2 separate regions of the Macaca mulatta genome follow, and region 1 is linked to region 2. A link is a contact called in public Hi-C data. All regions are on one chromosome and are shown on one strand. The core of a region is the stretch at or near the end of the contact, and the rest is flanking DNA. Distances in the headings are between cores, read along the strand shown. Region 1 holds the start of NELFCD (negative elongation factor complex member C/D). Region 2 overlaps LOC100424899 (guanine nucleotide-binding protein G(s) subunit alpha).

The links. Hi-C and Micro-C count contacts between places; a contact is called where the count stands out from the background.
Region 1: a Hi-C map of CD4 T cells shows a contact between it and region 2, with 2.3 times the contacts expected there. The contact joins the promoter of NELFCD here to the enhancer-like site in region 2. A contact is called at or near these places in 4 of 14 Hi-C or Micro-C datasets (CD4 T cells, cortical neurons, fetal cortex germinal zone and 1 more).

The regions. Positions count from the first base shown.
Region 1 is chr10:111,776,699-111,779,478 of T2T-MMU8v2.0, reverse strand. It overlaps NELFCD (negative elongation factor complex member C/D), which reads right to left and starts at 1,295. Exons shown (of 15, transcript XR_013400083.1): 1 at 1,160-1,295. LOC144332214 (a long non-coding RNA gene) reads left to right here and starts at 1,383. Exons shown (of 2, transcript XR_013400102.1): 1 at 1,383-1,730.
Region 2 is chr10:111,667,838-111,670,648 of T2T-MMU8v2.0, reverse strand. All of the region lies in intron 1 of LOC100424899 (guanine nucleotide-binding protein G(s) subunit alpha), which reads right to left. The region is part of intron 1 of LOC144329396 (neuroendocrine secretory protein 55); the gene reads right to left. Among named protein-coding and RNA genes, the nearest start is that of MIR298, 60 kb to the right of the region's middle. Within about 2 kb of position 1,273, at least 7 of the 40 cell types and tissues checked have an H3K27ac peak or open chromatin away from gene starts, as enhancers often do. A contact at or near this core is called in CD4 T cells, where this site is marked.

The DNA.
Region 1 (2,780 bases), core at 46-2,545, 110 kb before region 2:
CCACTTCATCCTTTATTCCCTCAAAACACCAGTTCAAAATGCACCAGACATCCCCAATCTTGACTCTTGTTAAAAATGCAAGTTCCTGGGCGAGGCGCGGTGGCTCACGCCTGTAATCCCAGCAGTTTGGGAGGCCGAGGTGGGTGGATTACCCGAGGTCAGGAGTTCGAGACCAGCCTGGCCAACATAGTGAAACCTCCTCTCTACTCAAAATTTAAAAACTTAGCTGGGTGTGGTGGTGGGCGCCTGTAATCCCAGCTACTCGGGAGGCTGAGGCAGGAGAATCGCTTGAACCCGGGAGGCAGGGGTTGCAGTGAGCCGCGATGGTGCCATTACACTCCAGCCTGGGCAACAGGAGCGAAACTAAGCCTCAAAGGAAAAAAAAAAAAAAAAGCAAGTTCCCAGGCTCCCGTCCAGACCAACCGTTGGGCTGTCTCCAGAGGAGGGATGTGAGAAGCTACATTTCAACCATGCGCCGCAGGTGGGTCTTTAGAGTTATGGAGGGGACACACCGGCCAGACTAGAGCTGCCTGCCCTGACTCTGCAGGCCCTGTTCTCAGGGTGGAACACAGTGATCCCTCCTGGGCTTCCACCCCAAACCCTGGAAGGTCAAGGCCCGAAGATCCTTTCCATCAGTTTGCCCAAAGACAGATGAAATCAGCCCAAGGTGCTGAAGAGTACAGTTTATAAAACAGTAAAGCACATGTAGGAATGCCCTAAGTTCTACTTTTTCACCATGATACTGGTGTGAAGTTTTTCCACTTTATTTTTGTTTAAAACTGTGTGAGCTCCGGGCCCAACCCTCCACCTTAGCGTTGGTGTCCCGCCCGCCGTGGGGGTCGCAGGTTGCTCCTGGCCGGAGCAAGGGGGTACGGGGTGCCTCGGGCCGCCCTGCGCCAGAGCCTCCGCCGCCTCACCCCCGCCCCACGGTCCTGCAGGCGAGGAGGCGGGGACCCCGGCGGCCGCGCTGCAGGACCCCGGGTGGGCGGGGGCGGGGCGGGCTGTGCTTGAACCACACGGTGACCGCGCGGGCCGTGCGCGCGCACACCCCCCGCACGCCCGCGGCCTCGCGCCGCGCGGCCTCGCCGGGAGCGGGGCCGGCCCGCCGGCGGCGGAGACGAACGATCCTCGCCGGGGGGCGCCAGGTGTCCCGCCTCACCTGGCCGCCGTCAGCCTCGTCGCCCCACTCGGCCGCGTTCCCGTAGTAGTCCTCGTCCATGATGGCGCCCGCCGCGGCCCCCGCCACGCTCTCCCGCGAGCGAGCGCCGCGCATGCGCGAGGCGGGGACAGGCGGGCGGGCGCAGGCGCGGCCGCGCGCCTCGGCTAGAACGGGAGGCGGGGCCTGGAGGAAGGGGCGGGGCCTGGAGGAAGGGCAGGGCCGCGGGCTCGGCGCTGGGAACAAAGGGGACCGACGGAAGGAACGTCCCCAGTCGATCCCGGAGCGCTGCCGGGGTGGGCCGGGGGCTTAGCTCCGGAGAGAGGTTTCCCACTGGACTCGTGCAGAGCCCCGCCCTGCTGCGCCGGCCCTGCGAGCGCCGGTTTCCTCATCTGACAGCTGGAAACAAATCCTTCGGGAAGTGTCTAAGACCCACGAAAATGTTTTAATATCTTTTATTTTTGGTAAAAAGTACTAAGCGCGACCGGGCGTGGGGGCTCACGCCTGTAATCCCAGAATTTTGGGAGACCGAGGCAAACGGATCACTTGAGGTCAGGAGTTCGAGACCAGCCAGGCCAACATGGTGAAAACCCGTCTCTACTCAAAATGCAAAAATTAGCCGGGCGTGGTGGTGCACGCCTGTAATCCCGGGTACTCGGGAGACTGAGGCAGGAGAATCTCTTGAACCCAGGAGGTAGAGGTTGCAGTGAGCCAAGATTGCACCATTGCACTCCAGCCTGAGTGAAAGAGCAAGACCCTGTCTCAGAAAAATAAATAAATTAATTAATTGAAAGGGCCGGGCACCAGTGGCTCACACCTGTAGTCCCAACACTTTGGGAGGCCGAGGCAGATGGATCACCTGAGGTCAGGAGTTCAAGACCAGCCCAGTCAACCTGGTCAACATGGTAAAACCCCTTCTCCACTAATAATACAAAAATTAGCTGGGCGTGGTGACAGGCGCCTGAGTCCCAGCTACTCGAGAGGCTGAGTCACGAGAATCGCTTGAACCCAGCAGGTGGAGGTTGCAGTGAGCCAAGATCACACCATTGCACTCCAGCCTGGGCAACAGAGTGAAACTGTGTCAAAAAAGAAGAAAGGAGAAGGAGAAGGAAGAGAGAAGAGAAAAGAAAAAGTACTAAATGCAGTGGAAAGTAGCATTTTTAATTTTTTCTTTTTAAAATGGAAGAGCCCACAAAGCAAAAGTGCCCAGAGCCAACAGAAATCTCTGGAGAAGGGACCTCTCTGGTAGTTGCCAAAGGGAGCAGCTGATGCTGTTGTGAAGCCCGCAGCACGATTCCTAGTGTGAAGTAGGGGGTGAGAGTATGACAGGCTCTGATGATCACGGAAAGATTTTTGTTTGGTTGTTGTGTTTTTGTTTTGTTTTAATTTTAGATTTGGTACATGTGCAGGTTTGTTACATTGATATATTGCGTGATGCTTCTAATAATCCCTTCGCCAACCTTTTTCAACTTTTACCCCCCTCCACACCTTCTGCCTTTTGGAATCCCCCATGTCTGTTGTTCCCATCTTTGTATCCAAATCACGGAAAGTTTTAACCAGGGAGATTAACGCCATCAAATCTGGATGTTTTCAAAGGTAATGCCCATGGCTGAGCACCATGGTT
Region 2 (2,811 bases), core at 24-2,523:
AATGTGAGTTTTTAGATTGTGCTAAATGACTCGATACTGGCCAGAGCAAAGATACAAGTGAAAGAATGGATCTTTTTAAGGTTATATTGTTCCCATTTATTTGGCTTTGTGCTGCCAGAAAGTGGCTTGGAGGCTTGCTTTTTAGTGCTCTGTAAAATGTAAATGGTCTAAGTTAAGAAGCTATTTAATCTCAAACAATATTAATTGTGACATGAAAAATGAGACCAATTCTTCCGACATTACAATCACCACCACCTCACGTTAACTGATCACCTCAATATGTTTCTCAAAAGAGCCTGGATATTTTCCTTTTCCAAACTGCGTATTTTTAAGAGGAGACAAAAATCCTCAAATACTTTACTTATTCTGATGCTGAAAATGTGGTCTCCTAAAGTGGGCTTCCTTTGGCCTCCAGGCTCTGCAAACCTCTACATCTGATTTGTCTTGTTCTCTCACCCCCTGTGCCGCCCCCCCCCCCCACCGCCTCTGAATTAAAACTCTTTCTAAAATAAAACCACTAAGCAGCCAAACGGTCATAAGCCAGGATGCTGCTCCTGCATCTCCCTGCTTCCAGACAGAACTGCTGGACCCTAATGCTGCTTTCCAGGAGAAATAGGGGGAAAATGCATTTTCACATATTTTTTAAGTGTTTTTCCCTAAATGGGTCCATTAAAATCAGCAAGATCACTGTTCCTCCATCTCTGTAGCAGGCAGAATCACCACGCATGGAGATAGGAGCAAATTTGTATTTCCAGTCGGCTCTGATGGGGAGATTGCAGTTGTTCTACGGAAAGGCGATATCTCCATCCCTGCAGTTCTGCCTCACGATTTCAAGACCACTGCCTCCTCCCGTAAGATTCTGCAGATGTTACACTTTGCTTGTTAAACCTCTTGCTAAATGTAAGAAATAACGTTGTTTTACTTGTAAATGTCCGTAATTCACCTACTGCAAAGCCCTAAGTCCTTGCTGTTTCATTACCAGCTGCCTGTTAATAACCATCAAATTAGAAGTGTCTCTAGCAGCATGACAATTTAGTGAGGGGAATAAGAACAGAAAATCACAAATTGTTCAGAGAAGTTGCCGCATAGCAGGCCTCCTGGGGCCGGGGCCTGATGCCCCTTGGTGTTTAGTTCAAGGCCACGGGGCTCTCTTGGGTGACATCACTTCTAACATAGATACTGTGTAATTCAGTTACACAAACGCAGCCCAGACAAGCAGGCTCACATCATCTCTTGTGCTCTGCGTAAGTCTGCACCAGAGGCTCTCAACACAGCCTGCACTTCCTGTTGCATGCCACGAAAGAGCCCTAAAACCAAGGAGGGAGGTGAAAGGAAGTACAAAATAATGCACCTTCTATGTTTTTTGTTGTTTTGTTTTTTGTTTTGTGTTTTTTTTTTTCCTCCCTTTCTGCTCCCTTCATCTCTAAGGAATCCACAGCTAACCTGGACGCATTTTGTTATTTCCCATTCCCAGGGAGAAAGGCTTTTTCCAGCTGTGAGAGTCTAGGATTCACTTTTATCTCTTTCTAAACACTACCAGCCCAGAATCCTCAGACCACTTGTGGGCATTATAGCAACACAATAGGTACCTCCTGTGGACCCCATGCCTCGGATCAGAGCAGGGATTACGGGCAAGGCCGAGAGGTGGGAAGTCAGTGACAGCGCCATTCTCTCGTTCTTGCTTGAGCTGACTGTAGCTTCTTAACATCTGGTGCACCAACTCTTTCCCCATTCCTAAACCATAGCCGGCCTCTGCCCATCAGAACGTCAGTCCTGGGCTTCCTGGGCTCTGTCCCTTTATCCAGCTCTGAAGCCATTGAGTGTCCATTTCAACCTCACACCTGACTTAGCACCTGACTTTAAAGAAAAACATCCTTTTCACCAATAAGGTATGTGACCACTTGAAACCCCTCCAAGGCTTTCAAAGCCGGTGGAGCAGAGCATAACAGCAGAGGAGAACCACCCCCGGGGTTAAAATCTCACAGAAGGAAAGGGGAAAGCTGGCAGTAGCAGGTGGCTCCTTTGGGCTATCCTATTCACCATTTGCCCCTGGCTGACTAGTCCTGGGCCCCCACAGAATGGGCCACTGGTGCACAGGCTCAGGGAAGGGCTTCTCTCACCCTCTCCAAGTGCATCTGTCATTTGGCAGTGACAGCCACTTTGCACTCTGTACCTTGGCAGCTCACATCTCTTTCAGAGGCTCCCTCCTTTCCCCCCACCATAAGCCTCCTCTGTAAAAACCAAAAAAAAAAAAAAAAAAAAAATCTTGTTCTTTCATCATAATTAAAGTGCTGTCAGGGAAAATGGCTGAGTTTTGCTGCTGTTGAAATGACCCTCCTTCTCCTTCTCCACTCCTCTTTGCTTCTCTCATTTGCTAAAGTGGTTCTTTCTCTGCCTGAAATCAGGCTCTTTGGTGATGGAAATTTTAGCTTAAAGCAGAGAGTTCTAAGCAGAATCCTAACCTTGCGAGGGTGGGGAGAAAATCAATGTTTCGAGCTGGCCTCTGTTTGCAGCAAGGTGCTGGTGAGGCCATTTTCATCAGGAGGAACGGTGGCGGCGGCTATCTCTGGGCTTTAGATACATGCAAGGTCTCCTAAATACAAGTCACTGTCATGGTACACAATTTAGCAAAACTTGGTGGCTGATTTCTCCCCGTTGACTTAGCTGAGGGTCAGGAGGAAGCTATTTAGAAGTAAGTACAGAGGTTCTGCATCTGTGAAGATAAAATCCAAACGCCTCTCATGCTCAGAGGGAAAGTGTGCCTGCGTGTTTACTATCACTGCTGGCCTACGTGCTTGTGTGTTTGAAATA